Regions from separate parts of the Mus musculus genome. Here all the other regions are linked to region 3. Evidence: chromatin contacts called from public Hi-C and promoter capture Hi-C data. All regions are on one chromosome and are shown on one strand. Each heading gives the region's core, a stretch centred on a gene start, on an enhancer-like site or on the middle of the called end of the contact. The rest is flanking DNA. Distances are from core to core; before and after follow the strand shown.

The links. A called contact is a pair of places that touch in the nucleus more often than the background predicts. Capture Hi-C pulls out chosen DNA fragments and counts their contacts.
Region 1: a promoter capture Hi-C map of adipose tissue shows a contact between it and region 3. The contact joins two enhancer-like sites. A contact is called at or near these places in 1 of 115 datasets of contacts at active chromatin or transcription factors (extraembryonic endoderm stem cells) and 3 of 9 other capture datasets (adipose tissue, embryonic stem cells and liver).
Region 2: a Hi-C map of liver shows a contact between it and region 3, with 1.9 times the contacts expected there. The contact joins the promoter of Pou6f1 here to the enhancer-like site in region 3. A contact is called at or near these places in 4 of 484 Hi-C or Micro-C datasets (Th1 cells, liver, memory CD8 T cells and 1 more), 8 of 115 datasets of contacts at active chromatin or transcription factors (bone marrow-derived macrophages, embryonic stem cells, extraembryonic endoderm stem cells and 3 more) and 3 of 9 other capture datasets (adipose tissue, embryonic stem cells and pancreatic islet).

What each region holds. Positions count from the first base shown.
Region 1 is chr15:100,166,664-100,169,363 of GRCm38.p6, forward strand. Dip2b (disco interacting protein 2 homolog B) reads left to right here. Exons shown (of 38, transcript NM_001159361.2): 13 at 1,193-1,295; 14 at 2,604-2,668. Among named protein-coding and RNA genes, the nearest start is that of Atf1, 60 kb to the right of the region's middle. Within about 2 kb of position 1,293, at least 76 of the 459 cell types and tissues checked have an H3K27ac peak or open chromatin away from gene starts, as enhancers often do. A contact at or near this core is called in adipose tissue, where this site is marked.
Region 2 is chr15:100,598,703-100,601,402 of GRCm38.p6, forward strand. Pou6f1 (POU domain, class 6, transcription factor 1) reads right to left here and starts at 1,282. Exons shown (of 11, transcript NM_001304965.1): 1 at 1,061-1,282.
Region 3 is chr15:100,402,225-100,404,924 of GRCm38.p6, forward strand. It overlaps Slc11a2 (solute carrier family 11 (proton-coupled divalent metal ion transporters), member 2), which reads right to left. Exons shown (of 17, transcript NM_008732.2): 9 at 1,584-1,739; 10 at 957-1,115; 11 at 74-160. Among named protein-coding and RNA genes, the nearest start is that of Slc11a2, 19 kb to the right of the region's middle. Within about 2 kb of position 1,292, at least 30 of the 459 cell types and tissues checked have an H3K27ac peak or open chromatin away from gene starts, as enhancers often do. A contact at or near this core is called in adipose tissue, bone marrow-derived macrophages and liver, where this site is marked.

The sequences.
Region 1 (2,700 bases), core at 43-2,542, 240 kb before region 3:
CAAAGGCAGGTGGATCTCTATGAATTCAAGGCCAGCTGGACTACAGAATGAATTCCAGGACAGCCAGGGCTACATAGTAAGGCCCTGTCTAAAACAGGAAGGAAGGAAATACAGAGAGTTCTCATAGGTGCTGGGATGGATAGAATGTTGGCAGCATGCTGCCCTGTGGCTAGAGGCCCACCAGCAGGATGCCTGGGGCAGGTGTTAGTTAGCAAGGGGTGCAACACCCCAATGGCAGGAAGGTAGGAAGGAGGTGGAAATCTTCAGGAGTGCCAGCATCTAAGGCTATGTCAGAGATGATTCTGGGTAAGATGAGACTCTGAGGCACAAGTCGCAGACAAACCTGGGCTCCATGCTGAGACCTTGTCTCAGAGAAGGAGAAAAATAACTGAGAGATAGCCAGAGCACTGACAGGGAGAGACCAGGAGACACAAGAGCTAAGGGTGTCGGTGGGTAAATTACCTTCTGGATCTGACGTCAGAAAGGCTGATGAGCTTGATAAAAACAACTTGGAAGGAACACTGAGGATAAAAACAAAGTGGGACTGTTGTAGGCAAGCATAGGGCCTGAGGTGCCAGGTCTTTCTGGCTTTAGAATTTCTGTGGTCCTAAGGGATCCAACCCAGTGTCTTAAGCAGCTAGGCAGGTATTCACCACTGAGCTACAGCCCTAGCCTCGGGGCCCACATCTTACACACTAGCTTTGCAGAGCTATCTTCACCATGGAGCTAGCATTCCGAATCATTCAAGGCTTGAGCTCAGTGCAGCCTAGCAGTGTTCACATGACATCAGCAGAGCGGTAGGTTTCATAGGCAATCTAAAGATGCAGACAAACACGCCATCATTCTGTGTAAGAAGGGGAGCATGAGTCGCGTCTGGGACTGACCCCCACAGATACTGCAGAGTGGCTGTATTTGGTGTTATGCTTCTGTCCACACAGCTCGTGTCTCGTCACGTTGATGAGTGACTGAACTTTGAGGTCTTTGATACTTGCTTCAGTGTTCTCCAGTCTTGGCTTTATTTGACCAGAGTTTGAGGTCCGAGTGCAAAGCCTTAAATGTTCCTATTCAGCCTGTAAAATTAAGCCCATTGTGATGGTTTGTCAGGGTTTAGGTTTGGGTTCTGAATTCTATTGTTGATAATAACCCATCTTATTATGCTTCTTACAGTTTTATTTTTATTTTATTTTTCTAGTATAAAACAAGCAAAGAAGGGAGTGTGATGGGAGTCACGGTGTCGCGGCTCGCAATGCTGTCTCAGTGCCAAGCTCTGTCACAGGCCTGCAATTATTCTGAAGGTCAGACCTCATCCCATGACTGCCCTCATTGTTAGCTTCAGATACATGTGACTGTGAGCACCCACTTGGTGATTGGACTACATTTAACGAATAAATTCCGAGGGAAATGTTCCAGGACACATTCTTGGCTTGCTTTTGCCTTCTTTGTTACAAAATAAATTTAAAAAAAAATCTTGTAATTTAAATAAACTTCTGGATAAACCAGATATATAAAGTATGATTTCTAGAGTACAGAAATAGAAAACCTCAATTAGAACCGTGTGTCTGTAAGCTGTGGAGTCTTGGATGTTCCCATCTTCCCATGTAAACCTTCAAGCTAAGCATAGTCCAAGAAATCCAGGCCCAAAGATGCAAATTAAAACAGAAAGCATCCAGAGCCAAGTGATGCGGCCCACAGCTGTCACCCGGCACTGCTAACAGGCCAGCCCGGGGTATGTAGCAAGTTCTAACTAGCCTGAGCTATGGCGAGAGTTGAGACCCCCATCTCAAAAAATATAAAACACAGTAATGTGAAACTTCTGGCATGTAAGTGAACATTTCGTAGTAAGAGTTCAGGCTGGCCTCCAACTTGAGCTCCCTCGTGCCAGCATTCTGGCCTGGGCTGCAGGATCTGTCTTCAGTGCTTACTTCCAGATGTGCTTTTCCACGTTCACTTTTAGTGTTTCCTTTCCCTTTGCACAGGAAAGGTGACTGTGTGCCTTTCTGGGTGGCATTCCTGCCAGATTCTAAAATATGTGCATATGTGTGTATGGGGACAACCTAGACGCCACGGGCAAGGCTTTTTGCTCGTGATGAGTGCGCTCCCTCATAGGCTCTGCTGGGGCCGAAACTCAAGTTCCCAAATGTTAGGAACATGGGGAGATCTTCATTCAGTGAAAACAGTTAGATGCAGACTTATGTATACCTACTTTATTATGTTCATAATCTATCTATAGGTATCTAGAAGTAGACATTTGTATACATAGGTTTTTTATATAGAACAATATTTAATGTTTTTCTAAGAAGTAAACTTTTTACATATACTTGAAATTTCCAGAGTTTCTAAACAAACACATGGTCTTTATTTCATTAGGAAAAAACCTCTGAATAAAGTCCCTCAGTGCTAAAGGTTTCTACGGTAGTGTTTCTTCTGTGACCGCATCACACTGTCACCATCCTCCAGCCAGTCTGTAGGGGTCTCAGCATCAGGGAGACACTGATCTAATTGTTTTTCCAAAAGCACCTCATGCTTGCTAGGGGCAAGGCGTGGGACGTCACTCTCTGCTAACCATGGCTGCCTTCTGTTCCCCTCCATCTTTTCTCTTGCAGGAGAAACTGTAGTAAATGTTTTAGACTTTAAGAAGGACGCTGGGCTGTGGCATGGCATGTTTGCGGTAAGCTGTCAGCATCGGGGAGTGTATAGTAA
Region 2 (2,700 bases), core at 32-2,531, 200 kb after region 3:
GAGTTTGTTTGTCTTGCTCCTTCCAGGACAGGTGGGGCTTTGTCTGAGTGCGGCTCTCGCACACTGATTTTTTTTTATTGAAGTACCATAGAAGGAATGAATGTGATTCTGCTTTACATATGTAAAGAGGCCCCCGAGTCACAGAAATATCCTGCTCACAAACTTCAATCAAAACGGAATACACGCCCAGCATGCCGGTTTGCAGTGTTGACTGTCGTAGATTACCAAAGCGACGGGTATATATGCATGGAACTGGGGGCCCCGCCTTCTATTTTGTGAGCAAGGAATGCCAGGGAGCCAACAGGCTACAGTCTCTGTGTCTGCTAGGAGCTTCCTGTCTTTGGCCTAGGGAAGCTTTTGAGCAGGCTTTCATTTTCTCCTGCCCAGCTGCAGCGACTACTCTGTAAAGGTTTCAGGCTTCCCACCCAAGCCCGAGGAGGCGATCTTAGCGCTGAAGTGGCTTAGAAGCCACTCTGGAGATCCCTCAGCCTTGCCAGGTGCAAATGTCCCGGGAGGAGATAGTGGGCCCGTTTTATGACATTATTAATACTAATACTGTCATTAAATATTTATGAAGTGCTCACGCTCTGATCGACGGTGACCCTCCCACCATTCCCCCATCCTTCCAGTGACAGCGAGGTCTCTGCCCCCCAGAGTCCCACCAGCCCTTTCTCCGGAGTAGCGGTGACAGGTCGCCAGGGAACCCAAGCGTCCCGGGATCCAGGACTCTACGTGCCTCTCCCCGACACCCCGCCCCCCACCAGGGCAGGGCGTCCACCCAAGCGGCCGCCCCTCCTCGAGTGTCCGCGGGGACCGGAGACCAGGGTGCGGCCCGGGGTCTGCGGCCCCAGGTGGGCAGAGCGCGGCCCTCGACTCCCAGAGCTCCAGCCTCCGGGGCCGCAGCCCGCCGCCCCGGCCCCGCGCCTTTTTCTCTCTTTATCATAAATATATAAATTATGCTAATTACGGGCATTGCATATTAACCAAATTCGAAACCTCCCCTGCCCGGCCCCCTCCCCCTCCGTGCAAAGCCCTCCCCGCCCCGGACCCCGCTACTCACCGGAGCCCGAAGCCCAGCCTCCCGCTCCCCGGCTGCCCAGCGGCCACCGGCTAGACACTCATCCCCCAGCCCGGGCCAGGGGGCCGCGGCCGGGGCGGCCGCCCGCAGACAAAGAAGCCGGAGCGGCTCGGCCCGGCTCGCTCGGCCCGGAGCCACTCGGGACCCGCCGCCCCCTGAGCCCCCCGCCGGGGCTGGCAGAGCGGAGCGGCGGTGGGTTGCGGGCCACGCACGGGCCGGGACGCCGGGGGCGGGGGCGGCCAGGTGCAGTCCCCTCCTCGCCCCCTCCTCCCTCCCCCCCTTTCCCTCCTTCTGCTACTTGGATTTTTTTAGCTGCTGCGTCATGAGCATAATTTATGCAAAGCGCTTTGCCGCATGCTGCACCTCCCGCGCCAGCCGCCGGGGGCGGCGGTCAGGAAAAGGAGGGGGGGTCTGGGAAGCTGCGAGCTGCGCGTGGGGGTGGGTAGGAACCCCAGGCCTCGCGGGGACTGGGACCCAGGGCCTGTGGGGCCGCTTGACTCAGCCCCCTTGGAGAGCAGGACTGGAGTCTCGATAGGGGACCCCGTGTCGCCTTCCCTTCAGCCGAGGATTGAGCAGTGACAACCGTGACTCTCTGGTGGTCAACTGCCCTTCTCAACGGCCAACCTCAAGTTCACGTCTGTCCTCTAGGCCGTAAAGGAGAGGGAACTCGGACGTCACTAAGGCTCAGGGTCTCCGGAGCAGCTGTGCACATCCCAGAGGGACCAGGGTCCCGGACGCTCTGCTGAGCTAGCTCGCTTTCCCACCTTCAGGAGGGGCGGGGTCCCACCTGCAGCCTGCGGGCTAGTCAAGCAGCACACGAAGGTGTGAAAAGAAAGGCAAAGTTTGACGCGATGGAGAAAAACAAGCCACTGTTTTGGGGACCGTGATGGTGGGGAGGGTTTGTTATATCTACTGACTTTTGAAGGTAGAGGGAGACTCAGAGGCCGATTAGGGGCCAGGGGAACGAAGGTTTGGGACATAATGGACAAAAGAAGGAAGACCAGGAGAGCGAGAAAGAATGAAGGGAGTCACCAGAGAAGAGCGTTATCAACGCAGCCAAGTGGATTCCCAACAGTGTTTCCCTCTTCGCCCTCACCCCACACCCGTGCTTCCGTGGTCTAGGATGATCTCGGTAGGCCGTGCAGAAGCAGCAATAGGAGAAATGATGAACTGTAGAGCCCTTGCCAGACAGTCCCTTAAACGTCTCCAGTGGAAGCACACACTCAGGAGGAGAGGGGAGCAGCATCGGCTGGGTTTGACCAACAGGTACACTCCAGGCTGCCTGCATCATGCTGGCTACTGGTGCCGCAGAGCTGGGCTGTCCGCTGTTTTCCTGGGGCCATGGAGGAGGCACTGCGGGTGAGACTAACTAAAGGGTCAAGAACCAGAAAGCTTGGGGTTTTATCCCAGCGCGTCCATCCATTTGCGGTCTAGGCAAACGATACAGTTTAGTTTTACAAACAGAGGTAGCCTGAGCCGGGCACCGTCCCACCTGTAGGACCGGCTGCTGGAGAGGCAGCAAACCGAATGAACCTGTGAATTAGGATGCAGCCTGAACAACAAAGTCTCTCTCTCTCTCTCTCTCTCTCTCTCTCTCTCTCTCTCTCACACACACACACACA
Region 3 (2,700 bases), core at 42-2,541:
CTGAAATGAACTCCGAGGCCAGAGATTATGCTACCATCTCCCCCAAAGTAGAGAGTGCAAACAGCACGCTTACCCCTTTGTAGATGTCCACAGCCAGAGTAGAGTTGTCACTGGGAAAGAGGTCAGCATGGGGGCTGCTGTTATTTTTGCAGACTTCAACCTAAAACCCGAAGCAGTTTAAGAACAATTTATATTTCAGAAATAAGAACCAGATAAGAGGTCCCTTATCTGTCTTGTGAGACAAGCTGGAGGTCACACCCCAGGAGGGCCACGACGCAGGCACAGCCGGTGCACTGCCGGTGCACTGCCGACTGCACAGCCGCCTGCAACCCTTCCCGAGGCTTTACTATCCCAAAGCATCAAGAAGGCTTCAAACGTAAGAGATGTCAGGAGTCAGACACAAGCAGGGGTCAAAGGTCTTGTAGAATAAAGAGTGGTAGGTAAGACTAGGTAGGACTGGGCGAGGCGGAGGTGGAACGCCAGCTTTAGCACCACCGTACATGCGTGCACAGGGTCCTGGATTCAACCCCAAACAAAAAACTCAAAGAAAAACCAAACTAACAAAATACGTAGGCAGCAGGAATTAAGAGGACACAGAATTCTAAATGACCCGAGTCTTGTCCTGCATAGCCTGTGCTTCTGTTTTGAGGACTCCCTGTAACCTGGCCTCAGCTCAACCATTAGGAGGAGCAGACAGGCTGGCAGAAGTTAACAGGAAGGAACAGAAATGCCAGGATGAAAGCGGGAGGCAAGTGTGAGTCCAAGGCCAGCTCCTCCCAGCCCCCAACAGGCGTCCACAGCCCCCACCACAGACTGGCTGCACTGTAACAAATAAGTGGGTGACACCTAGGCTTCAGACAGATTCCTTTGGGTTCCAGGCCATTGCTCTTGTCTGCCCCACCCCAGCATGCAGTTCACCATGGCACTCACCTCCCACCCACGACCCTGGCACTCACCACCTGCTTGTTGGTTTTCTCAAAAAATGCTTCAGCAAAGACGGACACGACAAAGACATTGATGATGAAGGAAACAAAGAGCGCGATGCAGGACTCGATGAAGAAGTACTTATTGGCTTCCCGCACTTCCTGCTTATTGGCCCGATTCACCTGTCTAGACTAGAGAGAGAGCAGCGGTGGTCATTTCCACCAGAGGCACAAAGTCTCTAACAACTCAGAAGTCTGCAGTCAGCTGAAAGTCTGATCAGACAACCGACGAGACGAAAAAGAGGCCTTAGCTCCGAGTCACGGGGACTCCTTGACCTTTGAAAACATTGCACAACTCCCAAATGGGGGAGCCAGTGACCATGTGACTCCTGAGCGCCCAGAGACTGTGGAAGGACCACAGACTAACCTCAGCCATGGCTATTGGACTAACCTCCAAGGCTCAGCAAAGGAGCACCTGCCTGCCTTGCTGGGCAAGCCTCCTCCCCACCTCAAGACTTCCAGGCCTTCCCTGAAGAACACTAGCCCAGCCTTTTGTGGGTCACATTTCCTGGTCAATTTGGTGGTAAACACTGGCCAGCCAGCCTGAGAAGGACTGCTCCTTCAGAGCTCTAACAGTAGATGCCGAGGGGCGTGGCTCACCTTGACTAAGGCAGAATGCAGGTACATGTTGTGCGGCATGATCACAGCTCCCACGATGCCCACCGCCTGCTCCACCTGAGGGGTGCGGCACCCTGGACAGGACGGCACGAACATGCCCCTGAGTACTTGGCTCTGGCTGGGCTTCACTGTAATGTACTATACAGCAACACAACACCATTAGCCTTCACTGCAGCACGAAGTGGGAGAACAGTCCTAGGCAGACACTGGCAGCCTTTACTAGTCCCCACCTTCTGTAACAACTGCCCGGAATATGGAGAATATGGAGTCGGCAAGTACTCAACAGAATGCGCACGGCCCTGAGTTTGACCTCAGCATCATCAGTGAAATGGAATGAAGGGCTGATGTGGTCTGAGTATAAACTGCCTGCCACAGGCTCATAACCGGACTCGGGCCCTATCTGCCTTTACTATCTGGAGAGGTGGTGGAAACACTGACAGATGTAGCCTACCTAGATGTAGGTCAATGGGGGCAAGCCATGCCCTGCTTCCTGTCTGCACTGAGGTAGAGTCTCCCACACACATCTGCCCAAGGAACTACAGGCCAGACCAAGCCCTCCGAAACCCTAGCTAAACAGACCTTCCCTCCTCCTGTTATTTTCCACAGTATTTTGGTTACAATTACACAAAGATAACTAATATGGGGCTCAGAGGAAAATACAGTCCTGTATTTTCTGAATATGTTACATTACACTTTAAAAAGTACAGTGAAGATGTGCAGAGAACACAGTGTTCTGAGGTAAGGAGCTAGGGAAGGTCTGGCTGCCGTTATCTGCATCACTGTAGCTGCCGACACAGGCCCAGCAACTACAGTCCAGGTCTACCCCACGCTGCTCTTCTCTGCCCATCTGGAAGTCAGCGATGCTGCCTGCTGTGAGGATGTGGGAGTGGGTTGTCTCCGAGCACACGGGTGCCGGGAAGAGGGGGCAGGTTGTCTCTGAGCACATGGGTGTGCAGGGGTGGGGCTCAGGTTGTTCCCGAGCACTGCTCACTCCAACTTCCTCTTGGGTCAGGATTCCTCTTGAAAGACAGGCTAGAATTCTCTTGGGACAATCTGGGAAAACTAACCTCACAGACTAGATATCTGTTTAATGTCTAAG